Linked DNA regions of Mus musculus: regions 1, 2, 3 and 4 are each linked to region 5. A link is a contact called in public ChIA-PET, HiCAR-type and promoter capture Hi-C data. All regions are on one chromosome and are shown on one strand. Each heading gives the region's core, a stretch centred on a gene start, on an enhancer-like site or on the middle of the called end of the contact. The rest is flanking DNA. Distances are from core to core; before and after follow the strand shown.

Region 1 (6,164 bases), core at 433-2,932, 730 kb before region 5:
AGACCTCCTCATCATGGCGGCGCGGCGGGGCTGTCGCGCTGAGGTCACGTCGGCACGCCGGGGGGGAGGGGCGGGGCGGTGGGGGGGGGAGCGATTTAAAGGGACAATGTCCCCCGAGCTGTGGAGGCAGCGGTGGCTGCGGAGGCCGTGGCACCGGCACCAAGAGGGGCAGCAGCTGTAGTGGCAGCGACGGCCCTATGAAGTAGGGGAGTTCCCGGCCAGCGACTACGCCTCCCCCGGTGAGGCTCGACCCAGCCCGGGAAGCTCGCGGACGGGGCGGAGCTGGAGCAGGGAGGGGAGGCCTGGGCCCGGTCGGGCCGGGCGGGACCCCCTGGGGCGGGGGAGGGGCGGGGCCTGCAGGGGCGGGGCCTGCAGGGGGCGGGGCTGTACAGGTGGGGGGAGGATCGGGGGTCTCGAGGCAGGTGTCTCCCCCCCCACCTCAGCTCGTCCCGCGGGGTCTCCCGCCCCGAGGTGCACGGGCGAAGGGCGCATCCTGGGGACCCTGGCTTCCCCGCAGGGTGCGTCCGCGCAGCGCCGCCCCTACCTCTGCGACCCCTGCGGGAGGTGGGGTAGGGAACGACCATCTGGACTGGAGCCCCCTCCCCAAGCTGCCAAAGTGCTCCGAAGTTGCGGTCCTGCCCGATCCCCGCCAGCAGTGCCTACCCGAGTGGGCACCCGCAGGTGCTTTCTCCAGGCCTGGGCAGGGACCCCTCCAGCCAAGACTGTCAACCCACCCTGTGTAGGGCCCCCCGGGAGCGCCCAGGCCCTCGAGGGCAACGCCTGCTACCAGGCCTGGAGCCCCGGCCCCGCCCCGGTTGCCTGGGCCGGGCCTCACCACCATCTCCCTGGGGAGAGCGCCTCATTCCTGCCCTTCACTTTCTGCTCTACCTTGAAGGTATTTATAGGTGGAGAGGACAATCGCCCTCCTCCCCCCCAGGGTCCTTATTTCTGAAACAGGAGCCCCATCGGTCCTTTTCATCCTCGGGCCAGAACAACCAATATCGGTGGAGGATGCAAGCAATACTATTGGAAGGTGGCAGGGTGGAGGAGCCCAGGCTTGGTATGCATGAGAGATCATGCTAAGAGAAGGGAAAGGGTTAATGGTGGGGTCACTTGAGCGTGTGGAGAGGCTAAGGGGTTAATAACCCTACATTCCTGGGTAGGGAGAAGGATGTGAATGTTGGAAAAGTGTAGGGGTAATTGATACGGGGCAACAGAAGTGAGTAAAGTATAAGGGCAAAGATGGGGGCCCTCGAGACCCTGCACTGGGGAGAGAGCGGGGACCCTGGAAACTGGAGGCATGGCTGTAGGTTATGCAGTCACAGGAAAGCAGCTGGACACGGTGAAGCTGTGAGTGAGCCATGGGAGGAATAGGTGGAGGTGGAAGGAGTGATGAGGGAGGGCTGAGGTGACTGAATGTGCGTGTGTAACTGTGGTGAATGGAGGCTGTGAAGAAGCTGGGGAAAGAGAACGCTTTAGTGTACTGAGACTCGCTCCCAGTAGAGGTGATTGGATTATAATAGGAGTGAATGGAACCTCAACACCACTTAACCCCTCACTTCAACTAAGAGACAAACTGAGGCCATAGGCTTTGAAGGAGAGGACTAGGGTTCTGAGAGAGGGGAGAACAAACAGAATTCTCTTCTTACTCTCTTAAGGTCTTCCTTGTCTTTGTCTCCAGGCCCACAATGTCCTGCTGAACCTGCCAGGTACTGAGTGAAGATTCACGGCTGGCACCCATGGAGGGGTTACTGGCAGGTGGCCTGGCTGCCCCGGATCATCCTCGAGGCCCCGCTCCAAGAGAGGACATCGAGAGTGGGGCTGAGGCTGCTGAGGGGGAAGGTGATATCTTTCCATCTTCTCATTACCTGCCAATCACCAAAGAAGGCCCTCGAGACATTCTGGATGGCAGAAGTGGCATTTCTGGTAAGAGGGCTCTGTGGCCCTAAAGAAGCTTCCCACTTGGTCCCCCAGGCCCAGAGAGAGTCAGGTCACCCCACCCAGCAGGGGCTGAGTTGCAATTGGAATTCTGTTCGATGCACATAGCCTCCTTTAGTGCTCCACGTACCGCTTTTCAGTTTGCCCTTATGAAAACAGATGTCTTGGGAGCCCATGACTGGATGTAAGAAACTGGGATTCATACTTGTAGTGTCCTGGCTTTCCTCTCTAAGCTGGACACCAGCTGTATCCAAATCCCATGTCAGTACCCTGAGCTCTTTGCCCAAAGCCCACTTGTTCCTTCTTGCAGTCTTGATGGAGTGGAGCTCCTGAGCGAGTGCCCTCTAGTGGTAAGGTAAAGTCTGGGGAGATTCGAGTTGCCTCTTTCCATCTTGATTTACCCCATACAAGGCTAGCTCACACTGTCCCCACCTCACAATTTGTTGTTCGTTTATTAAACACTGAGCACCTGCTGTGCCACTTTCTGTTCTGGGTGCTGGGGAAATAATCATAAAGAGACAAAAGTCCCTGTCCTCCAGGGGTTGGCATTCCAGAAGGGAAGGTGGACAAGGAACGACTGAGCAGATGTCATAAGGGCAGGTTATGCAGGCTATGCAGATATTAAACTGAGTGCCAGGACCATGGCTGGGCGCTCCAGGAAAAGCCACCTGACACAGTGGTGTTTGAGGCACAGCACAGAATGAGTGGTGGGACGTGCCCAGCAGGTGGCGGGACAGCATGGGCAAAGGCCCTGCAGAGGGGAGGAGCCTGGTATGTTTAAGGACTTAACAGGAATCTGGTGTGGCTGGTCCCCCAAAACTTGGCCTTCTAATAAATTCCGAGCACCTCTTCTGTGGTTCCTACATGCCAAGTTCTTTGTCTTCTCAATTCACATCATACTTAGAACCTTTGTCGGAAGAGCCTCCGTTATTTAGTATCTCATGTTAGGAATGGGAAATTCAAAACCCTGAGGGGTGAAGTCAGTAGTGTGGCCTTACACCCCTCTTCCTTCTTTGTTTTATTCTGTTCTTTATAGAACTGGGGATTGCACGTAGGCCCTTGCACATACTCTGCAAAAGCTGTTCCATTGAGTTCTGCCCCAGCCCTCCTCTTTAGTTTTTTGGGTTTTTTGTTTTTTGGTTTGTTTGGTTTTTTTGTTTGTTTGTTTGGTTGGTTGGTTGGTTTTTTTTTTTTTTTTTTTTTTTTTTTTTTTTTTTTTTTTTTGAGACAGGGTTTCTGTGTAGTCCTGGCTGTCCTGGAACTCACTTTGTAGACCAGGCTGGCCTCGAACTCAGAAATCCGCCTGCCTCTGCCTCACGAGTGCTGGGACTAAAGGCGTGAACTACCATGCCCGGCCCTCTTTAGTTTTAAATTAACTTCCCTTTCATTCACTTGTTCTTTCTCCTGGCATTTTGTTTTGTGCATTTTACATGTTAGGCAAGCACTCTCCCACTAAGCTACATTTCCATGCCTCATCTTATTTTTTAAGTTTTGATTATTTTTATGGTATGAATGAATGTCTGTATGTGGGTATGTGCACGTGACTGCCGGTGCCTGAAGAGGCCAGGGCTGTTAGATACCTGGAGCTGGAATCCGAGATACTTCAGAGCTTCCCAGCCTTCCCTTTTAAGTTTTTTTTCTTTTTCATTATTATTATTTTATGTGTATGGTTGTTTTGTGCACATATATATCTGTGCAGCTCCTGTATGTAACATCTGCAGGGGCCAGAAGAAGGTATCAGATCCATTGCAACTGGAACTACAGACAGTTGGGAACTGCCAAGTGAATGCTGGGAATTGAACCCTTCCTTTGGAAGAGCAGAAAGTTCTCTTAAACACTGAGGCATCTCTCCAGTCACTCCCTGTTTTTTTGTTTTATTCTGCTGTGCGTTTTTTTTTTTCTTTTAAGATAGGGTTTCTCTGTGTCGTCTTCCCTGGTTGTCTTGGAACTCACTCTGTAGATCTGGCTGGTCTTGAACTCAGAAATCTACCTGCTTCTGCCTCCCTCCCGAGTGCTAGGATTAAAGCTGTATGCCACCATGCCAGGCTTCTTTTTAAGCTTTTGAGTAATTTTTCTTCTTTCCACCCCCCACTCTTTTCTGTTGTTTTCTTTCTTGTTTTGTGTTTTGTTTTGCTGAGTTTGTAACCCAGAGCCTCAAAAAGTTAGGCATGTACTCTTGCACTCAGCCCCATTCCCAGAGCCCTTTATTTATTTATGGCCCCTCTACACTTTTGGAGCTCCTTGATCTGACATTGCGTAGCAGCTCTTCTCATGATGCTCAGGTATTTATGAACCCACCTTTCTAGAGTGTGGTAAAGAAGGGGCCTAGCACATGCCATCCCTGCTGTCATGGAGCCCTTCATCTGGGTCAGGGAAGATGAACCAAGACGTAGAGTGAGGAGGAAGCAACATGAAGCACGGAGATCAGTACAGAAGCCCTAGCTTGTAAAGATTGGGACAGGATGGCTGGCGCCTGCCAGTATGAGGCAAGAGGGGGCATGGTGAGTAGCAGGTCCTCGGAGCTGAGGGCTATCCCTTAGCAGTCCCCTCCTCAGGACCCAGTGAGTACCAGGACTTTGTCCAAGGTTACACAGCTAGTCAGGGCAGGTCTGGAGTCTTAACTTTGTAAGAATTCAAGAAATCTTCTGTAGATTCCAAGGGACTAGGCATTTTTCTCCATGTAGCAGATGGCCCAAGACTGGAGAGATGGAGAAGGTAGGTAGGTGTGTGTCTTCACTACCCCACATCCCCACTGAAGAGCAACCAGGAATTCATGGGTGCACCTGTTTCACAGCCTAGGTAGGAGGAGAAAGGGGCCCCCAAGGGGGATGGAACCCACTCTTAATGACTCCCAGAGTAAATGGGAGCACATGTGGGGATGGCTGCCTTGAAGCAAAATCATAGCATGGAGGTTAGAGAAAGCCTGGATATCTGTCCCACTGCCCCTCAGCTGCTTGATTCCCCTTTGTAGACTAGGCACTTGCCCTGGGAGTCTCCTGATGTCTATAAATAGGAACAGTCTCTGAGGCTGCTATTCCACCCTGAAGCCTGGGCATTCCCTCATCCCTATGCAGCCCTGAGAACCCCTCAAGGATTCCCAGGAGTGGCACCCCCAAACTTCTCTGCCGGGACAAGGAAATACCACTGCCTTGCTCTGTCTTCCAATATGGCTATCAGTTGGGACCCTGCCTCAAGCCCCATTGCAGTCCCATATACATCTGAGGTAGGCTTTGCAGGTACAGCAAAGTCTTGTGGGACTTACACGTTCCACTCAGATCAGCGAAGAGTCTGGTACATGCCTACTATTGTCCATGGGACATGGGACCTGGGAACAAAGAATGGAGAGAATGAATCAGAACATGGAGAAAGCAAGCCTGAGGCTACAAGTCTAGCCTCCAGCTTCCACCCCAGGACGTCATCAAGCCAGCCTTGACACTACAGAACACCCATCTCCTCCTTCCCCATCGCTGTTTCTCTGGATGGAACTCTTCCTGTGATCTCATTGGCCCCCATCAGTGGCTCCTTGAAGCTGGTTTCATGGCTGCTTGCATTGTACTGAGGAAAAAACAGAGGCTTGGAGCTGAAAGGCCACTTCTGGTCACAGCTGGGCCATGCACTTGGAGTTGTCTGGCAACAAAGTCTAGATTCTTGGCAACTCTGCCAAGCTGCTGGCTGCCTGGCTTGGAGTTTAAGTGGCTCATGGGCACTCTTTCCTCTCGTTTGTAAGCTGTGTCGGGGACCCCACATCGCAGGAGTCAGTGAGGGATTCTGGCACTGCCACTGACTCAGAGTTGCATCCGAGGTGCCACTGGGACTTCTGGATCTCCCTCAGCGTGGAGGCTTCTGGGCAAAGTCCCCACCTCCAAGCTGTCTCAGATATAGTCCCTGCTTGGTCTCCTTCTTCCAAACTTGCTGCCACTAAAAATAGGAGCCTCACTGGAGCTGCTCAAAGAGGCCAGTGTGCCCCCCTGGCTCACGGAATTCTTAGACAACAGCCATTGCGCATAGCCATCAAATCTGGGACACTCAGAATTTCAGAAACAGGACACCTGGGACCCTCAGACCCACATCTCTAGGCTGTGCTGGGACTGGTTATCCACTAATTGGTCACTTTCTCCTGATTAGCTCTCAGCTGTGACTGTGTCTAGGATAGACCCTGTTTCTTAGGGTTGTTTTCCCAGCTCCCACTGTCTTCTCCAGTGCCTCATCATAACTTTTGTCCTTAA
Region 2 (5,558 bases), core at 2,746-5,245, 630 kb before region 5:
TGGTTGCTGGGATTTGAACTCAGGACCTTCAGAAGAGCAGTCGGTGCTCTTAACCACTGGGTCATCTCACCAGCCCCCATAAGTTGCCTTTTTTGTTGTTTGTTTTTTTTCCAGACAGCATTTATTTTTTTTCTGTAGACCAGGCTGGCCTTGAACTTAGAGATCTGTCTGCCTCTAGAGTGTTGGGAGTAAAGGCCGGTACCACTACCATCAGGGTATAAACTGCCAGGGGGTGGGGGAGCCAGATTTTATTATGCCTTGCAAACTGGCATCTCCAAATTATTTTCAAAAGCATTTGTTGCCTGTAACACTAATAAATTAAATTAGTAACACAAGAGAAGTGGTGGGCGGGGGCAGTTCAGCTTAAAGCTGATACAATTTTTTTTTTTTTTTTTTTTGGTGTTTCAAGACAGGGTTTCTCTGTATAGCCCTGGCTGTCCTGGAACTCACTTTGTAGACCAGGCTGTCCTCGAACTCAGAAATCTGCCTGCCTCTGCCTCCACCTCCCGAGTGCTGAGATCAAAGGTGTGCGCCACCACGGCCGGCTACAATTGGGTTTCTTTAACCATAATTTACTAAGCCCAGCCCTGTGGGGCAAAGGCCTTTTTATTCCAGAACTGGGGAGGCAGAGGTGGATCTGTGAGGTAACCTGATCTACAAGGTGAGTTCCAGAACAGTCAGGACTACACAGTGAGACCCAGTCTCAGACAGACAAACAAAAACACCAAGTTTGTAGCCCTGCCTGGCCTGATCCTCCCTATGTGGATTAGGATGGCATCAAACTCAAAAAAGATCTGGATGCTTCTGTCTCCCAAGTGCTGGGATTATAGGCACACGCTATCTGTCTGTCTACTTATTTATTTCATGTATATGATGAGTACACTGTAGCTGTCTTCAGACACACCAAAAAGAGGGCATCAGATCTCATTACAGATGGCTGTGAGCCACCATGTGGTTGCTGGGAATTGAACGCAGGATCTTTGGAAGAGCAGTTGGTGCTCTTAACCACTGAGCCATCTCTCCAGCCCTAGGCATACACTATTATGGCAGACTACTTTTTAATTTCAAAAGGTATTACATATATCCACTTGTGTGTAAATTACACAAGCTTGTGGAGGTCAGGGCCAACTTTCAGGAGTTATTTTCCCCTCCCTTTCAGCGTGTGAACCCCCCCCCCCCCCCCCCATCTCTGCATAGCCCTGGCTGTCCTGGAACTCACTCTGTAGACCAGGCTGGCGAACTCCACCACTGCCCGACCTTTTTTTTTTTTTTTTTCTTTCTGAGCACCTTTTGGAAATAACATGCAAAATTAGAAGATATTTAAAAGTTTCATGGCCGGGTGTGGTGGCGCACACCTTTAATCCCAGAATTTGGGAGGCAGAGGCCAGCCTGGTCTACAGAATGAGTTCCAGGACAGCCAGGGCTATACAGAGAAACCGTGTGTGTGTGTGTGTGTGTGTGTGTGTGTGTGTGTGTGTGTATGTTGGGGGGTGGGGTGGGGGGGGGGGAGTTTCATGATCTGTAGCCCAAAGTTAGACGCTTTAACAAATGTTACAATTTCTTCACTTCTTATAACTAATTACATCTCATAATTATCATAGTCAAAGGTAAAATTTTTACTTGGCTTAGAATATACCAATATAACCAATTAACCTTTGGTTAATCACAACTAAAACACAATAGTAGGGAATACTTTTATTCTTTCTTGTTTTTTTTTTTTTTTTAAAATATTTATTTATAAGGTCAGAGGGCCAGTCCCAGGGATTGGACTCAGGTAGTCAGAAATGGCAGCAAGTGCCACTGGAGTCATCTCACCAGCCTGTTTGATTTTTTTTTTAAGATTTATTTATTTTTATTATATGTAAGTACACTATAGCTGTCCTCAGACACTCCAGAAGAGGGAGTCAGATCTCATTATAAATGGCTGTAAGCCACCATGTGGTTGCTGGGATTCGAATTCCGGACCTTCGGAAGAGCAGTCCGGTGCTCTTACCCACTGAGCCATCTCACCAGCACCTGTTTGATGTTTTGACAGTCTCACTAATACAGGGTGGTCTTCCTTTTAACCTATTATCCTTCTGCCTCAGCCTACCTTTTTCTTTTAGCCTTCTTAATTCTGGACACCTCTCTCTCTCTCTCTCTCTCTCTCTCTATATATATATATATATATATATATATATATGCATATATATATATATATATACATACATACATATACACACATACACACACACACACACATGGGGAACCTTAAAAATTCTAATTTTTTCTTTGGGGGTGGTAGTACATACCTTTTATCCCAGTACTTAAGAGGCAGAGAAAGACAGATTTCTGTGTTCAAGGCTATTCTAGTTTAAGTTTTAGGACAGTCAGGGCCATACAGAGAAATGCTGTCTTAAAAAATCTCAAAGATCTTCTGTATTCCAGGCTGGGATGTTTTGCAACCCCTCAAATGGTCACATACCTAGTTCAGAGTATGCTGGGAGCTGACTTACGTCTTCAAGAATTAAAGTTAATCTGGAGGACAAGAAAGAGAATGTTCTAGGCTTAGAGATCCGTACTGATCAATCTTCAGCTCCTCTACAGAGGCCAGCCAAGAAGACCTGGGTGTGGTGGTGAACACATGTAATCTCATTACTTGGAAGGCTGAGACAAGAAGGGTAAGAATTCTTAAGATCCTGCTCTGAAAAAAAAAATCCCCGCTGGCTCATTCTCTTATTTCATGATACATGAAATATTTTCCTTAAGTTGATTCCATAAATTGAGTGTAGTGAATATAGTGAAACGTGTCTGTATTTTCAGCAATTGTCAGTTCCCACTGACACACAACTAGCCATAGTCCTCTGGCCTTAATGTTCCTCTATCACCTGTCTGAGGGCTCTCTTCACCATCTGCTCTTTTGAGTCTGTCATCGGATTATTTAAATTTTTGGATTAAAAATCTTTTCTTGGGGTTGGAGATTTAGCTCAGTGGTAGAGCGCTTGCCTAGCAAGCGCAAGGCCCTGGGTTCGGTCCTCAGCTCTGGGGGAAAAAAAAAAATCTTTTCTTGTCGTTCTTGCATGTGAAGATCCCCACTCATCTGCAAGGTTCCTTCCCTGAGTCTGCGTGTCGGCTTCCTCCGAAAAGCTGTTTCCTTATGGATGGCCCTGAAGACTCTTCTTGTCTTCTCTTGATCTTCCCTCTTCTGTGTATCCCTCTGGGGTACACAGTCCTCAGAGACCCTCGATCGTGTTCCAAGGACTCCCGCCCTCCTCCCCCCAGTCGGGGGAGCCAGTCTCCTGTCCTCACCTCTACAACCGCCGCCGGCACTAACGAAGCTCTCCGGACCTGGGAGGACCAGCGGGACGCGCACGCCGGGCGGCGGCGATGACACGGGGCCGCGCGCGCAGCGTGCGTGGTGACATCAGTGCGCTGGCGGCGGCGGCAGGGCTGTTTGTTCTGCTCTCCCGCAGCCGAGGAACCGAAGCAGTGGCGGCGGCTGCGGCGGAGGCTGCCAGCAGTGCCCGCGGGCGAGCGGGGCCTGTGAGCGCAGCGGCGCGGCGGGCGCGGCGGACGGGCCCCGGCTTGGCGTCCCGGACAGCGTGCGGCGGCGTGCGGCCTAGCGTCTCAGGTGAGGGGACCGGTGTCCTTCGCGGCCGCGAGGCGGGCTGCCGGGGCCCCACGGCGCGGCCCGCGTAACCTGCATTGCGTAATGGGGCTGGTGCGCCACCACCTACGCCATCGGCGCGGGGGTGGGGAGGCCGCAGTTTCGTGGGCCCGGAGCCTGGTGCTTCTCGCGCCCTGCCGGGGCAGCCCGCGCCGTTGGGGCGGCGGCGGCCGAGTGGGCTCGCGGACTTTGTACCGGGGCAGTTGCGCCCGCCGCTGTCCCCCTTGGCGCGGGCGGCGGCAGGGAACGGGACCGGGACCGGGACCGGGGGCGCGGGCGCGCTGGGCGGCCGGGGGCGGGCGGGGGGCGGGCCAAGCTCCCGGCACTTCCTGCCGCCGCCATTTTGTCAAGTGAGGAGGAGGAGGAGGAGGAGGAGGAGGAAGCGACTGCCTCTGGATCTGCGGTGCGCGCCGGGCCGCGTAAGTCCGGGCCGGGGATGCTGACCGCGGGTACCGCCCGCTCTCTCTGGTTGCAGTTCCCCCTTGGGGCGGGTCGCTCTTGCGCGTCGTGCCCCGGCGCGCTCTCCTTCCGTCAGCTGGGTACTCCTGCCAGTGCTGGGATAGCGAGTTCCCGCTTCATAGTCTCACCTTTCCGGCTGTCCCCGGAGCTCTGCCTAGAAAGAGGTAGAAGATTTTGTTCACAGGGAGAGAGCTTCCATTGCACGCCTGCTCCAGGCTGGACCCAGGGGACAGGAAGGGTGACGAAGGACCAGGAGTCCCTCTCGACCCACCCACTCCCAACCTGGAAGCCTACTCTTTGGGTGCTTTGTTTTGATGGGTCTCTGCTTGCTGCCGTCCCTTGCAATGGCTTCTTACTTGCAGGAGTGTGTCGGTTTAGGGTGGGGATGTTGGAGAGTTGTGATTCAGCAAAATGACCCCCCCCCCCCTTACACACAAACACGGAAATAGCACTTAAACAAGAAGCCCCCAAGGCCGAGCTGGGTTGGAGATGGGAAATCCCACGTTAGTGTAGTGGACAGTGTGAATACTTTTGCTCAGGCCGGTGGGTGAGTCATGTGCCTCTGCTGATTGGCTGACCTCCCTGTTACTCAAGACAAGGGTTTTTTTGTTTGTTTTTTTAAAAGTGTTTTTAGCCTGCTTGTTTACTTGTTTATGCTTTTCGAAATCTGGTGAGATTATCTCCTGTGTGTGTATATATGTTGGATGCCAGTTGCAGCAGCCCTCTTGAGAATGTCTTTACTTATCATCAAAGGTGATATTAATAGCCCCTGGTTACTAAAATCCAACTCTCAGTGTACTTCTAAGCCAATGTGCTCTTCAGTGCTATAATAAAAAATTGGAAAATTTTTATGAATGGAGATGTCAACTTCCCTTGGAATTGGTAGAGCTTGGGTGTTGTAAAGAATGTCACCCACAGGGCTAGACAGATGGCTCAGCGGTTAAGAGCACTGATTGCTCTTCCAAAGGTCCTGAGTTCAAATCCCAGCAACCACATGGTGGCTCATAACCATCTGTAATGAGATCTGATGCCCTCTTCTGGGGTTTATGAAGACAGCTATAAATTAAAAAAAAAAAAAAGAAAAAAAAAGAATGTCACCCACAAAAATGCAAAGGAATTATGAATGTGTTTTCAATTTCAAGAAGTCTTCAGCTAGCCGGGCGTGGTGTCGAACGCCTTTAATCCCAGCACTCGGGAGGCAGAGGCAGGTGGATTTCTTAGTTCGAGGCAAGCCTAGTCTACAAAGTGAGTTCCAGGACTGCCAGGGTATACAGACAAACCCTGTTTAGAAGTCTTCAGCTGGGGCTCAGTTTTATGGGCTTTACAATAATTTACAAGAACATTATTTTATTCACTTTAATTTGGATGGAGAATGATCTTTCCATAGAGGGCATTTATAGGTAACCAACTCCTTCCTTCTCAAAGCTTCAACTAGGAAGGTTGGAAAAGGTAA
Region 3 (5,454 bases), core at 1,792-4,291, 600 kb after region 5:
CCTTCCTCCACCGGTGTCCAGTGGCCTCACCCAATTAATAAAATCATGAAAACCTTTGTGATGAGACAGTGGCCTGTCACTCCAAAATAGACCAGCTCTCTGGAAACACATCCTCTGATGCGAGCTGCTAGCTAGCAATGTAGGTTACAGCGAGCTCTGCCTCAGCCTCCTGAACTCATTAAAAATAAAACAAACACCTATCGGCTCCTGTTTCCCCCCCCTCAGCTGGTCCATTTCCCTACCTTCCTGTCTGGACACTGTGCCCTCTCCTTAAGGAATGTGTTTTTAAGGACTGAACAGACGGTAAAGGCAGGAAGTCCGTTCCTGGGAACTTTGTACAGAGGGGACCCTGGGGTGGGGGGAGGCTGTTTAAGAGATTGCTCTCTTGGCAAAGTGTCCAGTGAGTTCCACACAAATGCTGGGAAGCTAGAGACACCAGAGTAGTGGGGGAAGTTCACACACAGCCAGCAAGCCTCACCTAGGCTTGGAAGACCCCTTCACTGAGATAGATACATTCTGACACAGAACTTCTCTCTGCACACTGGGGCAGGGGCCATCCGGTTTCTCTGTGTTTCCTCACGACCAACTAGGATGCTCACCCAGACGGTATCCTAGGGCATCTTGGGTGCATCCAAGGAAAACAGGCTAACCCATAATCAGAGCAATTTCCCACAGGAAAAGTATCCCAATGTCACACTCTGAGCTAAGCTTAAAGGGCAGGTTACACTTGAGTGACCGCTCACAATGCCACAAAGCTCCAGGGCTGACCATCCCATGGAAGGACATGCCCACCGTGTGTGTCTTTGCCACCTCAGAGAACCTAGTACTCCCAGATGCTCTGGCCCCCCTCCAGAATGCTCCTCCAGATTTAGAGGAGACACAGATGTTGTCACACAGACAACATCAGCAGGACCCTAAAGCAGGAGACTCTTAAAAAGCAAATCCTGAGGTCTTGTTATAACCAAGATAGAACATTTTAAAAGTTAACTTCATCTTTGTTTTGTGTCTATAGCACCCGATATTCCTAGTGGCTTTCACTTCCTATTCCCAAACAGGTCCCAACCAGGCTGACCCTGATTGGCTTCCAAGAGCAAACAAGATCTGTGGACCCAAGGTGGTATAACCACAGACAGATAGACGTTTAAAACTTCAAACAAAGGTGCCAGGTTTGCAGGAAGAAACGTCTTTTCAAATATATCAATAGGTTTCCCGAAAAATAAAAGATAAACCCCAGCTATTATGAGATTGGTAACTTCATAGCAGGGGTCTGGGCTGTATCAAACCATAATGTTGTATGGAAACCTATATCCTACAGCAGTTCGGTTCGTTTATCTACATGTTCAAACCAGTTCTGTGCAGAGAGAACCCATCAAACTTCCTCTCTTTGCAAAGATCGTCAATTATCATAATTTTCTGTTGCTAGTAATAATCTTCACATTGATAGATACGTGCACAAGGGCCAATTTTTCAGTGTTAACCAAGCCTCCAGGTAGAGTCAACTAGATAAAGGTGCAGACTGGAATACCCGAGGAGAAGCGATTCCTGTTTTCATTGACTCTGGCGAGTCTGAAATGGAGCACAGCCCAAGGATGGGGAGCAGCTTAGAAGGGTCTTCCTTCCCGCCTCACCCCACCCCCTGCTAACCACCACCATCACCACAGTGCATCTTTGCTCCATTCTATCGGTTTACACAAAATCATTACATAATGAGTCGGCGGGCAGGGCTCGAGACGAGTTCTACAGTAACCTGTTTGGAATCACAGGATGCGGTTGTCAGAGCAGAGCATGCGCACAAAGCCGAGTGCTTTTTTTTTTTTTCCTCTAGAGCGCAAGGCAAGAGGTAACTGTCGGTCAAATCCTGGGGAGCCTTGCTGACTTCAAATACAGGATGCTAAAAATGAAATAAAGGGGAGGGACTGTGAGATGTGGGCTTCTAGCGTATTGGGAAGGAACAGGCAGGCTAGTAACAGAAAGAAAGGCACGATTCGGGTGGGAAAACGGAGGGCTTGCTGTTTATACTCCACCACAGTCTGAAGTCAGCTTAAGAGGTTATTAACCGCAATGTCCGCTTGTTAGACAGAGCCGGTAGGGCCAAGGGTGAGACCAGACAGATGGTGGGCTGGTTTTTGTTGTTGTATGTTAGCTTTCTCCTGGAGCATTGAGTGACCGTGGAAGAGGAGACGCTTGCCCACCTCTGAGAAACAATACTTGTCTAGCAATTCTGTAGCACCCAGGTTTTGTCCTAACACTGGTATCTGGGGGGATGGGGGCGTGTAAATGCCCACACCCTACCCTCACCCTGGCAGGGATCTGAGCTCGTCCTCCTCTGTCTCCCCTGGGACTTCGCTGCCTCCTCCAAGAGTAGCTGTCTCTGGGGAGCGCAGGAGAGCAGGCTCCGTTTCGTGGGGCGCAGTTTCTCTTTTTGTGTCCCCCCCCCCCCACTGTGCCCAGGACTCCAGAGGGTGGCGCAAGAAGTCCCCCGCCGTCTGCCCGCTCCACAGAGCTCCTCAGAGAGATCTGACCCTCCCCTCCCTCGGGCTGAGCCTGCAGTCCCTCCCCAGTGCGCTTCCACATCTCCAGCCCCTCACCCAGGAGGCGGACAAGTCAAGGCCATCTACCTGTCCACTTGTGGGGTTGCTCGCTACCCGCGCCCCACTCCACCTTCTGGATGCCCTAAGCCAGTACAGGAGCATCTCAAAGCTCCAGGTGGCCAGGGCGGAGTCGAGCAGCGCCGGGCACCTCTCCAGAGCACCCCAGGTCAGCGCCCGGAGGATGCGCTCATAGGCGGCTGGTGTGAGGACCAGCCAGCCTGGCTTTGAGCTTCCTGTTTCCTTAGAAGATAAAAGCCAGCCCGGAGTGCGAAGGATGTGCGACTCACCATGGCGGTGCCGACCGAGAAAGCGGCCATCAGACAGGCCATGCCCCGGGGGCGGCGGCGGCAGCGGCAGTGGAGACAAGTCTGCGGGCGGCGGGGACGAGGTTGCAGGAACGAGGCTGCGCTTGCTCCTGCTCCTCCGCGGCGCTCTGCGCGGGTTCCGACTGCGCCCCGGCCCCGCCCCTGCCCACGATTGGGCCGGGCGGAGGGGGCGGGGCGCCGACAGGTGCGCGTGCTCTTGTTTTGCTCCTGTTGCGGAGCGGCTGGAGGATGCTCTGGACCCGAAGCTGTCTGCTAGGCCTCTCCCAACCGCCTGGGCCTGGGAAGCCCACTTCAGGGACCCTGCAGGAGCTGGGCCAGCTCAACCCTAGACGAACCAGTGGGGGCGCCCTACAAACCACGGGGTCCTTGTTTCGGAAACCTCCCGAGGTAGCTTGAGATCAATGGGATAGGGAAGAAGGCAGGTGGCTCCTTTGTTCTGCCTTTGTTATGCATGCCTTCCAGGTAGAAGCCCCAGGGACAAACGTAGAAAACAGCCCCAGGGCTTTTCCCTTAGCGCTAGTGTGCGGTGACCCTAAATTGAGGCAGCATGGGCGTTCATACAGATAGCTCCTAGGTCTCCATCAGCACCACTCCATCCCCAAATAAGCCACAGGGGTGTTTCCAGTGTCTTACACAGCCACGTTCTTGTACCCTACTGAAACCCCTGTGATTTGTAAATGGGACGTTGCGTGGTAACCGTGGTGAAAATCTTTAATCCCAACCTCAGATCCTAAACTAAGTCTTCTGTTGAAATGATTCTCTGTCACCCCCAGCACAGTAGAGCCACCCGCTCCAACACTTGGGTGTGCTGGGGTACTTTCTGCTCTCCTAGAAAGGGGCAGGCAAGTGGTTGTCACATCCTCAGATCCTTGACCTCAGCTAAGCTTCTCCCTAGCATCACAGAAAGAAAAGTGGGTGTGGCTGAGTTTGGAGGGAAGAGGGTGGGCTTCTAATACCGGAGGGACCGATGGCCCTATCTGGTATCAAGAAGGCTGACAAAGCCAGGGCATTCTAGAAGGTTATGAGTACAAACCTCCTTGTGAGACTATGCTGGGGCCTAGCAAACACAGAAGTGGATGCTCACAGTCAGCTAATGGATGGATCACAGGGCTCCCAATGGAGGAGCTAGAGAAAGTACCCAAGGAGCTAAAGGGATCTGCAACCCTATAGGTGGAACAACATTATGAACTAACCAGTACCCCGGAGCTCTTGACTCTAGCTGCATATGTATCAAAAGATGGCCTAGTCGGCCATCACTGGAAAGAGAGGCCCATTGGACACGCAAACTTTATATGCCCCAGTACAGGGGAACACCATGGCCAAAAAGGGGGAGTGGGTGGGTAAGGGAGTGGGGGTGGGTGGGTATGGGGGACTTTTGGTATAGCATTGGAAATGTAAATGAGCTAAATACCTAATAAAAAATGGAAAAAAAAAGGATAGAAAAAAAATAAAAATAAAATTCAGATTAAAAAAAAAAAGAGTACAAACCTCCCAGGGAGTGAGAAAGGTTTCTGGGGCCTGGGCTACTGTCTGCCCTGGTGCCCAACCATGCTGTAAAGCAGCAAGAATGGACAAGGGGAGACACTGAATAATGTGACCAGGACACAGGCCATGGTATCAGCATGCCTGGTTTTGCAGATATCTACCCTCTGTCTGTTCTCCCTACTTTCAGAATTTTCTTCTGGCATTTCTCTCTTTCTCAAGCCCCTTCTACTCAACCCCATCCCCACCCCTTCCCCCATTTCCACGCCCCCTTTGATTCACATTCCTTTGATGAACCTTTAATTCAAAAGTAGGCCAATGAGCTTCCAGCCCCCAGCAGCCTCCATGCAGCCTGTGTACTGGAGCTTCAGATGGGAGGCAGGGCTTTCTGGGTTCCTGAGAATGCACAGGGCTCAGACAGAGACAGCCATGTGTGGGGTTCTCACTGGTGTGGCTTGGGCCACTGAAAGGGTTCCCACTCATATATGTGTCCATGGGGTAGTAGTCCCCCTGGCCACAATGGACCCCACAAGTGATGGGTGCTTCCTACCTACAAACAAGTATCTTTTCCATTGTTTACTCCTGGCATCCCCTTCATGCCTGAGCAGGGAATGAGAGAGTGGCAGAGTTGGACAGACTTGTGCTGTAAGTGACAGAAAGCCAGTTTTGACTGGCCAAGTACACTGTTTTCTGCAGTGAGTAGGTTCCAATCATTCTGTAGTGAGTAAGTTCTGAACACTGGTTTCATGTGCAACAGGGCCAAGGATAAGTACACACACATGCACACACACACTTTGATTTCTCAGTACTCTGCCTTCATGTGGTAGTTTCTCTCAGGGACTGTTACCTTCTAAGCTGGCTAGTCTTGTGTCAATTTGACACACAAACTAGAGTCATCTAAAAAGAGGGGACCTTAACTGAGAAAATGCCTCCATAAGATCTGGCTATAAGGCATTTTCTTAATTAGTGATTGATGGGGAGGGCCCAGCCCATTATGAGTGTTTCCACCCCTGGGCTGGTGGTCCTGGGTTCTATAAGAAAGCAGGCTGAGCAAG
Region 4 (5,885 bases), core at 1,900-4,399, 530 kb before region 5:
CAACAGCCTAGATGGTTTCAGGATTTTCCTGGGAACTCCTTGGCCAATAACTATTAAATGCAATTCAGTCCTGGTACTGGAATCTAGTCCTGTCACCTCATTTGGTGACAAGAGATGGCTAGTTGGCACTCCATATCCCCAATTATAGGAGACCTCATTCGGATCGCCTTCATATATTTTAGAGTTTCCATTGCACTAGGGTCATCCCTCAAATGCCTCTCAATTCCAACCGTCTCCTCCCTGTTCCCTCTCGAAACCCTACTTCTCCCCCTCCCTACTTGATCTTCCCGTGTCCATCCCTACTTGCACCCAGTCCACCAGTAAAATTTGTCCTAAAATCCCTGCCAGGGAGATCCATGTGTCCTCCTAGTCCCGTCCTCTTAACCTAACCTCTCTGGGTCTACAGATTGTAGATTATCATTTATTTAATTATTTAGTATCTACATATAGGTGAATCCATTATCATTTACTTAATAGCCACATATAAGTGAATACATATCATTTTTATCTTTGTAGGTCTGGGATACCTCAGGATTATTTTTTCCTAGTTTCACTAATTTGCCTGCAAATTTCATGGTGTCACTTTTTTAAACAGCTGAGTAAACTCAAGGATTTACTTATTTTATGTATATGAGTACAATTATAGCTGTCTTCAGATACACCAGAAGAAGGTGTCAGATCCCATTACAGATGGTTGTGAGTCATCATGTGGTTGGTGGGAATTAAACTCAGGACCTCTGGAAGAACAGTTGGTGCTCTTAATTTTTAATTTCTCTCCAGCCCTCAGTGATTTTTTTTAATTTATTTATTATATGTAAGTACACTGTAGCTGTCTTCAGACACTCCAGAAGAGGGAGTCAGATCTTGTTACAGATGGTTGTGAGCCACCATGTGGTTGCTGGGATTTGAACTCCGGACCTTCAGAAGAGCAGTCGGGTGCTCTTACCCACTGAGCCATCTCACCAGCCCCGATTTTTTTTAAGGCTAAATTAGGTGAAGCTCCCTGCTGAAGTGCTTATCCTGCATGAGGAAGGCTCTAAGCTCAGTCACTAGTACTGGAGAAAGAGAAGCAGCTACAGAAGTGTATCTCTCTATACCACTCTGCTCCTTTAAAAGTGATGGTTACTGGGGCTAGCAAGATGGCTCAGCGGGTAAGAGCACTGACTGCTCTTCCAAAGGTCCTGAGTTCAAATCCCAGCAACCACATGGTGGCTCACAACCATCTGTAATGAGATCTGACGCCCTCTTCTGGAGTGTCTGAAGACAGCTACAGTGTACTTACATATAATAAATAAATAAATCCTAAAAAAATAAAGTGATGATTGCTGAAATGATGACTGTTGTCCTGGACACAATGTAATGGACCTTAATGATCACATTAATTTTGAAATATACCCCAGGCCAAGATAAAATAGCAAAACAGACACTTAAATGAAGTTACTCACAGTATTGATTTTATTGCTACTTCTGTAAATATGACAGGCTGCTGTAACTTTAGGTCCAGATATGACAGGGCATTATGTTATCATTGTTCCTGATTTAAAGAGTCTGTGACTGTTCTCTTAATGTGTCTAAAGTCTAAAATGTTTTTAAAATGAAATTTCTTCTGGAATTTCATCAAGTTGAGCTCTTTACAACAGAAAGGACTGTTCTTCAAATACATACTTTTAAAGATGAAAAAGAAAGGAAGTGTATCTCTCTAAATACCTAATATTCCTCTAGATATCTAAGTAACCAGCAGAAGAGATTCTGAAAGCTTGCCAGTAGCCTTGGTGTTGGATGAAGCACAGATGGCTATGTCTACGTTGTTTTGCTGCTAAGCCAGATGTATGACTTCAGGCAAAATGACCTCACCCCCAAATTTCAGGTTCATAATCTGTACTGTGAGGATATGATAATGCAGGGCTACTCTAGGGTTAAATAATGGGTGTCCCTAAAATAGTCTAAGATCTTGGGAAAGGTTGCAAGAGAAGCAGACTCATTACTGAGACACAATTCTTGCTTGACACCATGCCCCGTCATGCTAGGCACTGCCCTATTTCCTCTTTCAACCAGAGCCTCCGTAATCCAATATGCCCAGGCCAACTCCAGGTTTCAAATCCAGCCTGTTCTCTAGGAGGCAGGGTCTGCCCTTGGCTGTCATCTGAGCTTGGCCTTCAACTCTGGCAATTTAGCACTTAAGCCCCACCTGTCCTTAGAAACCAGTGCCCGCTGGATGATGGACCCCCTAAGCCAACGGGACGAGAGGACAAAGAAGGGTTGGAACCAGGACAATGGGTCTCATTCAGGGCAGGGTCTTCTAGGTCAAGCCCTCCAGCTTGGAAGGCAAACGGTGAGACTCCTACTGCCCACACCTACCTACAATTCCCAGCTATGTAACGTTATTTGCTCTTCCACTTCTGGGTTTGTTAAACTCTCACTTTCACGTTAGTTTCTTGCCCCTTTCCAGCTCCAGAACAGACTCGTTCTTGGGTCTAGATTCTACCCAAGCCAACAAACCTATCCTCAGTCTTTCTCATCCAAATACAGACTCCACCTAATTCCCCTTCCTCCTTCATAAGCCACACCCCTTAACCTCTACCTTAGATATGCCTCGCTCCTTTGATCAAAGCTCCACCCATCTCAGAGTTCCAAGCTCCACCCATCTCAGAGTTCCTCCCTTCCTTCGTCCTGGATTCAACTCTCCTTCCTTAGAGCTTTGCCAGTGGCTTTTTTTTTTTTTTGGGGGGGGGGGGTTGTAGCTCTGGCTAGTCTAGAACTTTAGATATAAATCATCTGCCCTTGAACTCAGAGATCCATTTGCCTCGGCCTCTTGAGTGCTGAGATTAAAGCATAGAGGGGTGCATGTGCTGCAGTATATGTGTGAACAGTTGAGAGTCAGTCCTCTCCTTCCACTTGTGGTTCCCTGGGATCAAAGTTAGATGGGCAGGTGTGCTGCCAAGTGCTCTTACCTGCCGAGCCTTTTCTAGGTCCTGAACACTGCCACCTGCTACAGAAATTTTAATTCTCTGTTCCTGTTTAAACTCCATCCAGCATGTCCTAGGGCTCCGCCCACGGTCCCTCTTTCCGCAACCTCCGAAACCAGGTCCTCGCAGGCTCCACCCCCAACCCCCTCATCCTTAAGTGTCTCGTTCTGCCCAGGTACTTTAGCTGCCACTTTAGAGTGAGTCATGAGAGGTGGCAGTATCTGTCCGAGCCGCGCATCTGTTTCCTCGACCGGTCCAGTGGACTCCGATAGCACGGTGGAATCCCAAAACAAAGGTGGTGGGCTGCTGGCGCCAGCACCCCTGGCTCAGTCTCCCGACCACGGCGGCTCTGTAGTCGTCCCAGAGCGCAAGGATATGCCGGAGTTTGTGGTGACAGCGCTACTCGCACCCTCACGCCTCTCGCTGAAGCTGCTGCGAGCGCTGGTGATGAGCCTGGTGTACTTGGCTGCCTTGGTGGCCGCGTTTGTCTACAGCTGCATCGCGCTCACCCATGTGATGTGCCGTCCTCGCAGGGGCTGCTGCGGCCGCCAGAGGTTGTCTCCCCCAGAGTGCCTGAGAGACCCCACGCTGGGCGAGCATTGCTTTCTAACCCTCAGGGTGAGTGTTCCTCCCGTGAAGGTAGGTTTCAGGGGGCGGATGCGGATTGAAGAAAGGAGGTTGAAATGTCGGATCTGGAACATCCTTGGGTGTTCAAGTCTCGGGAGGAAGCTCCCATATTTCCTTACCCTTCAGCTCTTACTTAGATTGGGTCCTTCTGCAGAGTTCCGGCCTGCGTCTGCACTATGTCTCTGCTGGTCATGGCAATGGGCCACTCATGCTATTTCTGCATGGCTTCCCAGAGAACTGGTATGTCTGGGCCCCTGGATCCTGATGCTCACTGGACTAGGGAAAGGTAGAGTTCTGACTATGAGGTACTTGGGAAATGGGAACCGGTAGGGTTGAGTAATCCTGGGATTCCACTATTTCCTTCCTAAGAAGTCCAGAGCAGAAAGGTGGGATGGCCCAAAGCTGGGTATAGGAGGTGCATTCTGCTGACTAAACTCCCAACTCCCTTACCCAACAGGTTCAGCTGGCGCTACCAGCTGCGAGAGTTTCAGAGCCATTTCCATGTCGTGGCTGTAGACATGCGTGGTTATAGTCCCTCTGATGCTCCAAAGGAAGTGGATTGTTACACCATTGACTTGTTGTTGGATGACATCAAGGATACCATCCTAGGCCTGGGTATGACTCATCTTCTCATTTTTGCTCCTTTTGGGACCTACTCCTACACGTCTACCTCATCCCTACTGTATCTTATACCATTGTGTCTCTCTCTTCCCACCACCAGGGTACTCCAAGTGCATCCTCGTGAGCCACGACTGGGGGGCCTCCCTTGCCTGGGAGTTCTCCATCTACTACCCATCCCTAGTGGAGCGTATGGTTGTGGCCAATGGTCCTCCCATGTCAGTGATCCAAGGTGTGTTGGACTATGCCTAAAGCCCGTGTATTCACCTGTGACCTGGCACGGGGATCCAGATAAATGCTAGTACACTTAGGAGTAATGTAAATTGTCTTGAGCACTTTCAGGTTGGAGGTGATGGAGTATAGTTAAGTGGTTGCACATTTGTTTACTATATTAGCGGGAAAAGGTGTGCTCTCCAGCATTGAGAGAGAGAGAGAGAGAGAGAGAGAGAGAGAGAGAGAGAGAGAGAGGGAGAGGGAGAGAGAGAGAGAGAGAGAGAGAGAGAGAGAGAGAGAGAGGGAGAGGGAGAGAGAGAGAGAGAGGGGAAGGAGGGAAAAGCCTGGGTCAGGAGTGTTTCTGATTTTTGCATTTTCTTTTATTTTTAGAGTGTTTACACACATCATCAGATCATCTTGTTGCTAGAGCCTAGCTCTGAGCATGACATTAATTTATGCTTCCTATATACTTCCTGTACCTAGACTTGAGTAGACTGAAAGAAATTCATACAATAATCTTAGTGACTTTGTACGTGAAGGAAAGTTCGTGGAGCTGACTATACTAGCATATACCTACTACTATCAGCACTTGAGGGGCAGGGGCTGGAGGGATGACTCAACAGAGGAGGGCACTTGTTATTCAAAGAACCCAAGTTGGATTCCCAGTGTCCAGATGGTATCCCACTGTACTCCAGTTCCAAGGCTCTAAATGTCCTAAACTGACCTCTGTGGATACCAGGCACACATGTGGTACAAATACATACATGTAAATAATAACAAACATTAATAAAAACAATTAAGTCTAAAAAGAAGCCAGATACATGCCTTTAAACTTGAGAGGCAGAGGCAGGTGGATTTCCATGAGTTTTCCATAGTGAGACCCTGCTTCAATAAAACTGAACCAAAACCAAACGAAAACATGAATTAAGTCTAAAAATAAGTAAATAGATAAATGCTTAGGAAGCTGAGGCAGGAGGATCGTGAGTTAGAGAGCAGCCTGGGCTATGTTGTTTCCTGTCTGAAACAAACATCACACACACGCGCGCCCACACAGACACATAACTGTACATTGAACCATTAGATGTCAGTCAGCTGGTGTATAGCTGGCATATACTTTGGATTCCAGCACTTGGGAGGCAGAGGCAGATGGATCTCTGTGAATTCAAGGCCAGTCTGGTGTATATGGTGAGTTCCAAGTTAGCCAAGGCAATACAGTGTCTCCAAAAAAAAATAAAACCACTCAGATTTTGGGGCATTTAAATTTTTTTGGATGAGGGTGGTCAACCTGTGCCTGCCAGTCGCCTATAATAGACTTGCATACAAAGTCACCATGCAGGGCTCTTGGGCTGATGAAAGCGTTGCTAGCTTCATGTTCTAGTTGAGGGAAACTGAGGCAAAGGAGATGATGTCTGTCTTTGATTTCTTTTTCTTCTCTCTTCCATTTGTTTGTTTGTTTCTTTA
Region 5 (6,067 bases), core at 1,787-4,286:
AAGACAAAACCCGGGCAGTAATAGCCCTTGCCTTTAATCAACTCAGCACTCAGAAGGCAGAGGCAGGCAGATTTCTGAGTTCAAGGCCAGCCTGGTGTGCAAAGTGAGTTCCAGGACAGCCAGGACTATACAGAGAAACCTTTCTCAAAAAAACCAAAAAATAAATAAATAAATAAATAAATAAATAAATAAAACAAAACCAGAGACCTAGAGACCATGCAAGCATGTGCTGATGGAACTAGCCAATTGTCTAAACATTTGCAATTATGGAAGTGATAAAATACTGGTATTGATCTTGCACAGGCAGTGCCAAGATCTATCTATCTATCAGTGAGTGGTACGAGACCCCAATACTTCTCCAGTCATTTATCTTCCCTCTTCTTAAAGGATATAAAACTTCTTTCATAAAGGGAGGGACAGTAAATGCCAAGAACATGACTATTCAAAAGACATTCAGGATGGATGCGCTGAGGGGCTGTGCAGAATACCAAAGGCTGGCTTTTCTTCCAGGCCAGCTTAGCGGTTAGGAATTTATGGGACTTATACCAGAAAGCCAGACAGGGAACATTTCCTGGTTTCCTTTGCATAAGAGGCAAAATGCCCACGCTCACACCTGTAGCCTTTCCAACCTGCCAGCTTCACGGTGCCACCTGTTCCTCTGTTAGCCCTCCCTGCCTCACTAGAAATGGAGCCGGCTGGCACACTGCCTCCTCAGCCCCTAGTGCTTGTTCAAATGATAGTTTTCATGCAGCAGGTTCACAGAAAACCTGCCAGTGTGGTTCTCAGCTGTTTCCGGCGAGGAAGCAGTCCATCCAGGCAGGTTGCTTTACTGCTTTGCACTTTTGCATATTCATGCTCACCTTTAAAGTTCAACTGCTCCTGCTTCTTTGCAGCTTGTCACGGCCAGCTTACTGCTCTCCCTGGCATATGGTAGCATCCTCGTTGCCAGCTCTATTGCTGGCAAAGAGCTTCCCACATGCACTTATAAATTCCATTTATCTGCATTTTTTTTTCCAGACAGGGTTTCTCTGTGTAGCCCTGGCTGTTCGGGACTCACTCTGTAGACAAGGCTGTCTTTGAACTCACAGATATTGCTTGCCTCTGCTTCAGATGTTAGGGTTAAAGGTGTGCACCACCACTGCCTCCCTCTTTTATCTGTATCCTTAAACACAAAACCACTGGGGATTGAGCCTAGAGCCTTATGAATGAATGCTAAGTAAGCATTTGTAGCACTGAGTAGCTCAGCCAACACTCTTCCTTCTTTTTGGAGGGGCTCACTATGTAGATCTGTCTGGTCTGTAATTCTCTATGGAGACCAGGCTGGTCCTTAAACTCATATATATCCACCAGTCTCTGCCTTCCAAACATGGGATAAAAGGTGTGCATTGAGTTTTATATCCTTTAAGAAGAGGGAAGATAAATGACTGGAGAAGTATTGGGGTCTCGTATCACTCACTGATAGATAGATAGATAGATAGATAGATAGATAGATAGATAGATCTTGGCACTGCCTGTGCAAGATCAATACCAGTATTTTATCACTTGCTTCCCAGCTTGCCTTTTAAACTTTTTACATTTGAAGCCAGGTGGTGTTGGTACACACCAGGAAGGCTCAGCACTCAGGACCCAGAGGCGGGTGGATCCCTGTAAGTTTAAGGCCAGCCTGGTCTACAAAGTGAGTTCCGGGACAGCCAGGGCTACACAGAGAAACCCTATCTTGGAAAACAAAACCAACCAGACAAAGAAACAAAACAAAAAGTGGAAAGATGCCTGTATACTTAGAGCCTTGGGAGCCATAGAAGGCCACCAACAGGAATAGATGTCACCAGGTCTGTATTCTTTTAAACTCTCTGTCATGTCAGCTGGAGCAATATTATACCAGCTGTATTAGTTACTTGTAGTTGAGGGAGAGAGAGCCCAGTGATACAATGCATGGCGAAGTATGAAGTGGTTATCCCTGCCCTCACAGACATACCCAGAAGCCTCTTCTCCATAACTCAGAAAAGTGGATTTAAACATTACACCAACCAAGGCTCGGGATGTCATTCAGTTGATAGAGTGCTTGCTTAACATACAGCATCATATAAACCTATTTGGTAGTACACACTGGTAACCCTAGCACTCAGGATGGTAAGAGATTCAGAAGGATCAGAAGTTCAAGGTCATCTGTAGCTGTACATAGTAGCTATGTAGCCTGATGCATACACAAGACCATCCCATGGAGAAACAAAAAACAAAACACGCTCAATAAAACAAACATCGTAGCAGCCTGTGTCTATATATGTGTCACAGGGCTTATTCTTCTAATGTCTCCAAATAAGAGATAAATAGATGTGACAGGGGAAGATGAATGGGTGAGGCATGGATAGTTGGGTAGCTTAATTAGTGAGGGGTGAATGGGCGTGTGGGAAGAAAGAAGGATGAACAAACTAATGGTCTGGTGGACCTGATCGGGTCATTCATCCTGGTTCCAGTAACCAGGTTAACTAGTGAGAGCCTGTGAGGAGACCCCAGCTTCCCACAACCCTCTTCCACGGTTCGTCCTCGGATGGAAGTGGCTCTATAGCCAGAGAGAGCAGATAAAGTCATCCAACCAAGATGACCCCGCAGCCTGGGTCTCTGCCTGAGATAACGGAGATTAGGCTCTGCCTGGAAATTTGGTGACTTGAAGGTGAGCCTTGTGACTGTGAGGATGCTGTGGTTTAAGGCCCTCCAGGAGGCCGGACAGAGCCCCTTATCTACAGCTGCACTGGTGGGAGGCCTGGGACAGGAGGGCCAGCAAGGGGAGAGGGCGCGGTCCCAGCGGCGGGAGCGGGAAACAGCGGTGCTGAGCACGCGCGGAGCGGCTGTCCACAGCCTAAGCCGCAAGCAATGCGCGGGACCCGCCCGGGCGCCAAGGAGTGCGCAGGCGCCAGGGTAGGGGCGGAGCCTCCTCATGCTCTTCGTCCCGCCCCCGCGCTGGCAGCACCTTTCCCAATTGGACAGAGTCGCTACGACGGGTGGGGAGAGCGTCGTCGCGTCGGGTGACGTCTCCGGAGGGACGTCGGCGTAGTCGGCAGCGTCGGCTGCCGTGCCTGAGTCGTCCGCTCGAAAATGGCGGAATACTTGGCCTCCATCTTCGGCACCGAAAAAGACAAGTGAGTAGGGCCGGCCTGCCGGGACTTGGGCTGGGGAGGCGACGGGCAGCGGGTGCCGGTCGAGGCAAGCGGCGGTGACGTCCAGGCGTGGCGGCTGGCTCGGGCCTGGAGACCTCGCGCGGCTCGGCGCCGCCGCCTCGTGGGCCGGGCGGCGGGACTGGCGGGCGGCTCGGGCTGGGCCTCGGCGCCTCGAGCTCCACCGCGGGCGCTCCATGCCGGGTTCTACGCGGGGCCCTGCCCCACGCCGCGCTCCCACTGCTGCCCGGGGCTTCTGTGGCGAAGTAACACGTTTCTTGCAACTTTAGGCTTTGAGTTATCGTGTCGGAAGTGCTGTGGCCCCGTCCTCTCTAGCATTCAGTGCTGGGGCCGACCTTTGGGAGCGGTTTCGACCGAATAAACCTCCTGCCTGCCTAAGCGTTGGCGGACCCGCCTTTCTTTTTAAATTAAGGTTTGCATTTCCGTAGCCAACTGTTAGGGTAAGAGGAAAAGGAATAGCAATATTCCCGCCTGTGGTCGTGTGCTGCGAGGCACATACTCATTTCCGCGTGTCGGCTGAAATTTAGGTTAAGGGGAATGTCTTCGGACACTTTCAAGGATAATTCCTACTTTGAAAACCTAAGGATTTAAGTATCTGGCTTAATCTGCTTCCAGTAAGTAGTCACCATCTTTATGTTTCTGAATCTTGTACAAGGTTTATGCAGATGTCAGTCACGGTGGTAAGCGTTTGCAATAGATAACGTTTTTGGTGCCACATTCTCACTCTTAAAATGTTCTGTTTTCCAGGATGGAGGCTGTCCGATCAGGCACCTTTATACAGTCTTCAGTGTTTGAAAGAGGGGATGTTTCTAAAAGTCTCATGCCTGAATCGGCAGTCACTCAAGAGACATTTAATTGGATGTTAGGTCTAGACCAGTCTTGGAGAATCAGCTGGAATAAAGTCTGGGTTCTCAGGAAGTCATGGAGGAAGGTTGTGCCTTGTGTTAAGGATGACTAAAATACATTAAAGGGACTAGAGAGATGACTCAGTGGTTCAGAGTGTGAACTGCTCTTGAAGAGGCCAGTAGTGTGGTTCCCTGAATCCCCTTTATTGCAATCTGATGTCCTACAACCACCTGTAGTGCCAGATCTTGGGAGATCCATTGCCTCTGGCCGCCACGGGCACCCCTCCCCCTCCCCATATATGTAATTTAAAGTAAAGCCGTTAAAGTACTTTTAAATCAACACTCAAAAGCCAGGTGTGGTGGTACATTTAGTACCAGCACTCTGGAGGCAGAGGTAGGTAGGTGGATCTCTGAGTTCCAGCCTGGTCTACATAACAAGTTCTAGGAAGCAGGACTGGTGATGGCTCAGCAGTTAAGAGCACGGACTGCTCTTCCAGAGGTCCAGAGTTCAATTCCCAGCAACCACATGGTGGCTCAAAACCATATGTAAGGTTCTGGAGTGTCTGAAGACAGCTACAGTGTACTCATATACATTAAATAAAATCTTTAGCCGGGCAGTGGTGGCGCACGCCTTTAATCCCAGCACTTGGGAGGCAGAGCAGGCGGATTTCTGAGTTCCAGGCCAGCCTGGTCTACAAAGTGAGTTCCAGGACATCCAGAGCTATACAGAGAAACCCTGTCTCGGGGGAAAAAAAAATCTTTAAAAAAAAAAAAAAAAAAAGTTCCAGGACCTAGCAACTCTGTCTCAAAAATACATGCAAATTTGCTTGGTGTTATGGAAGAGTACCTTCTCTAAACTGGTTGCAGAGAAAATGTGCTAGAACACGTGTATGCCAGTTCTCACATGAGAGGTTTCCCTGTGATGATGCCTAAAGGCTGGGACTTCAAAACCAGAAGCATAGTCACTCAGGCCCTGTGCTCATGTCTGTGTGGAGAAGGGCCATCTCAACAAGCTATTCACAATTTTAAAAACCAACAAACAGAGCCAGGCGAGATGGCGCACATCTTTAATCCCAGCATTCGAGAGGCAGAGGTAGGCGGATTTCTGAGTTCGAGGACAGCCAGGGCTATACAGAGAAACCCTGTCTCGAAAAACCAAAAAAAAAAAAAAAAAACAAAAAAAAAACCCAGCAACAAAAAAAAAAACAAACTGAGATTATTTATGTGGTTTTAGCTGAAACAGGAACATGGGTACCTATTAACTTTGGGGCTTTTTTGTTTTGTTTTGTTTTTTCCAGACAGGGTTTCTCTGTATCCCTGGCTCTCCTGAAACTCACTCTGTAGACCAGGCTAGCCTCAAACTCAGAGATCTGCCTGCCTCCCAAGTGCTGGGATTAAAGGCGTACGCCACCACCGCCTGGGTAACTTTGGGGCTTTTTAAGTAGTGAGTTTTTACCAATCAAATATGTAGCTGTGACTTGTTCTCTAGACCCAAGCTTGTCTGACAGAAATCACCTCTGCATAGCCCTGGCTGTCCTGGAGCTCTTTGTAGACCAGGCTGGTATCAAACTCAGAGATCCCCCTGCTTCTGCCTCCCAAGTGCTGGGAGTAATGGTGTGTGTGCTGCCGCCACTCAGCTGAGGCCAAGTGTTTGCTGGGAGTGCAGGTTTGAGAGCTGTTTTATGTGGAACCCTTGAGTATTTCAGCCAAGAAGTTTGCCCATTACCTAATCAAGTTAGGTTATGTAAAGTAAGGAACCCATTCTCCTTTGCAGATAAGCGCACAGACTTGCTGTCTGATCAGCAGAGGATACCTGGGCTTTATGGTCGTCCACCATGTGACCTTCAGCCTTTACTCCAGGGCCAGGACTTAAACATGTGGTTCTCACTAAAAGTATCTATGGGACGGCAGTCCTGCCTCTGCAGCTGACATCTTCATAGGGAAGCTACATCAAGTAGAAGCTCAGACGAAACCAAAACCCAGCACCTGATGGTTCTGGTTGCTTGTGGCTCCTTGGAGTATCTGAGCAGAGCTTTGTGGCAGCTGAAG

The links. Promoter capture Hi-C pulls out the DNA fragments that hold promoters and counts their contacts. ChIA-PET counts read pairs in DNA pulled down with a chosen protein or histone mark. HiCAR-type assays count read pairs that join an accessible place to other places.
Region 1: a promoter capture Hi-C map of pre-B cells shows a contact between it and region 5, with 3 times the contacts expected there. The contact joins the promoter of Wiz here to the promoter of U2af1 in region 5. A contact is called at or near these places in 1 of 39 promoter capture datasets (pre-B cells), 2 of 115 datasets of contacts at active chromatin or transcription factors (memory CD8 T cells and pancreatic cancer cells) and 1 of 9 other capture datasets (liver).
Region 2: a promoter capture Hi-C map of erythroid cells shows a contact between it and region 5, with 4 times the contacts expected there. The contact joins the promoter of Brd4 here to the promoter of U2af1 in region 5. A contact is called at or near these places in 1 of 39 promoter capture datasets (erythroid cells) and 2 of 115 datasets of contacts at active chromatin or transcription factors (the NIH/3T3 cell line and astrocytes).
Region 3: an RNA polymerase II ChIA-PET map of memory CD8 T cells shows a contact between it and region 5, with 12 read pairs. The contact joins the promoter of Abcg1 here to the promoter of U2af1 in region 5. A contact is called at or near these places in 1 of 39 promoter capture datasets (cranial neural crest) and 1 of 115 datasets of contacts at active chromatin or transcription factors (memory CD8 T cells).
Region 4: a HiCAR-type map of astrocytes shows a contact between it and region 5, with 2.7 times the contacts expected there. The contact joins the promoter of Ephx3 here to the promoter of U2af1 in region 5. A contact is called at or near these places in 1 of 39 promoter capture datasets (the 3T3-L1 cell line), 2 of 115 datasets of contacts at active chromatin or transcription factors (astrocytes and embryonic forebrain) and 1 of 9 other capture datasets (adipose tissue).

The regions. Positions count from the first base shown.
Region 1 is chr17:32,383,335-32,389,498 of GRCm38.p6, reverse strand. It overlaps Wiz (widely-interspaced zinc finger motifs), which reads left to right and starts at 1,682. Exons shown (of 11, transcript NM_001372227.1): 1 at 1,682-1,926. The coding sequence starts at 1,740.
Region 2 is chr17:32,282,570-32,288,127 of GRCm38.p6, reverse strand. Brd4 (bromodomain containing 4) reads left to right here and starts at 3,995. Exons shown (of 20, transcript NM_020508.4): 1 at 3,995-4,065.
Region 3 is chr17:31,055,281-31,060,734 of GRCm38.p6, reverse strand. Abcg1 (ATP binding cassette subfamily G member 1) reads right to left here and starts at 3,041. Exons shown (of 15, transcript NM_009593.2): 1 at 2,879-3,041. The coding sequence starts at 2,920.
Region 4 is chr17:32,186,734-32,192,618 of GRCm38.p6, reverse strand. It overlaps Ephx3 (epoxide hydrolase 3), which reads left to right and starts at 3,149. Exons shown (of 7, transcript NM_001347341.2): 1 at 3,149-3,584; 2 at 3,748-3,833; 3 at 4,051-4,208; 4 at 4,315-4,443. The coding sequence starts at 3,171.
Region 5 is chr17:31,655,723-31,661,789 of GRCm38.p6, reverse strand. U2af1 (U2 small nuclear ribonucleoprotein auxiliary factor (U2AF) 1) reads left to right here and starts at 3,036. Exons shown (of 8, transcript NM_024187.4): 1 at 3,036-3,137. The coding sequence starts at 3,094.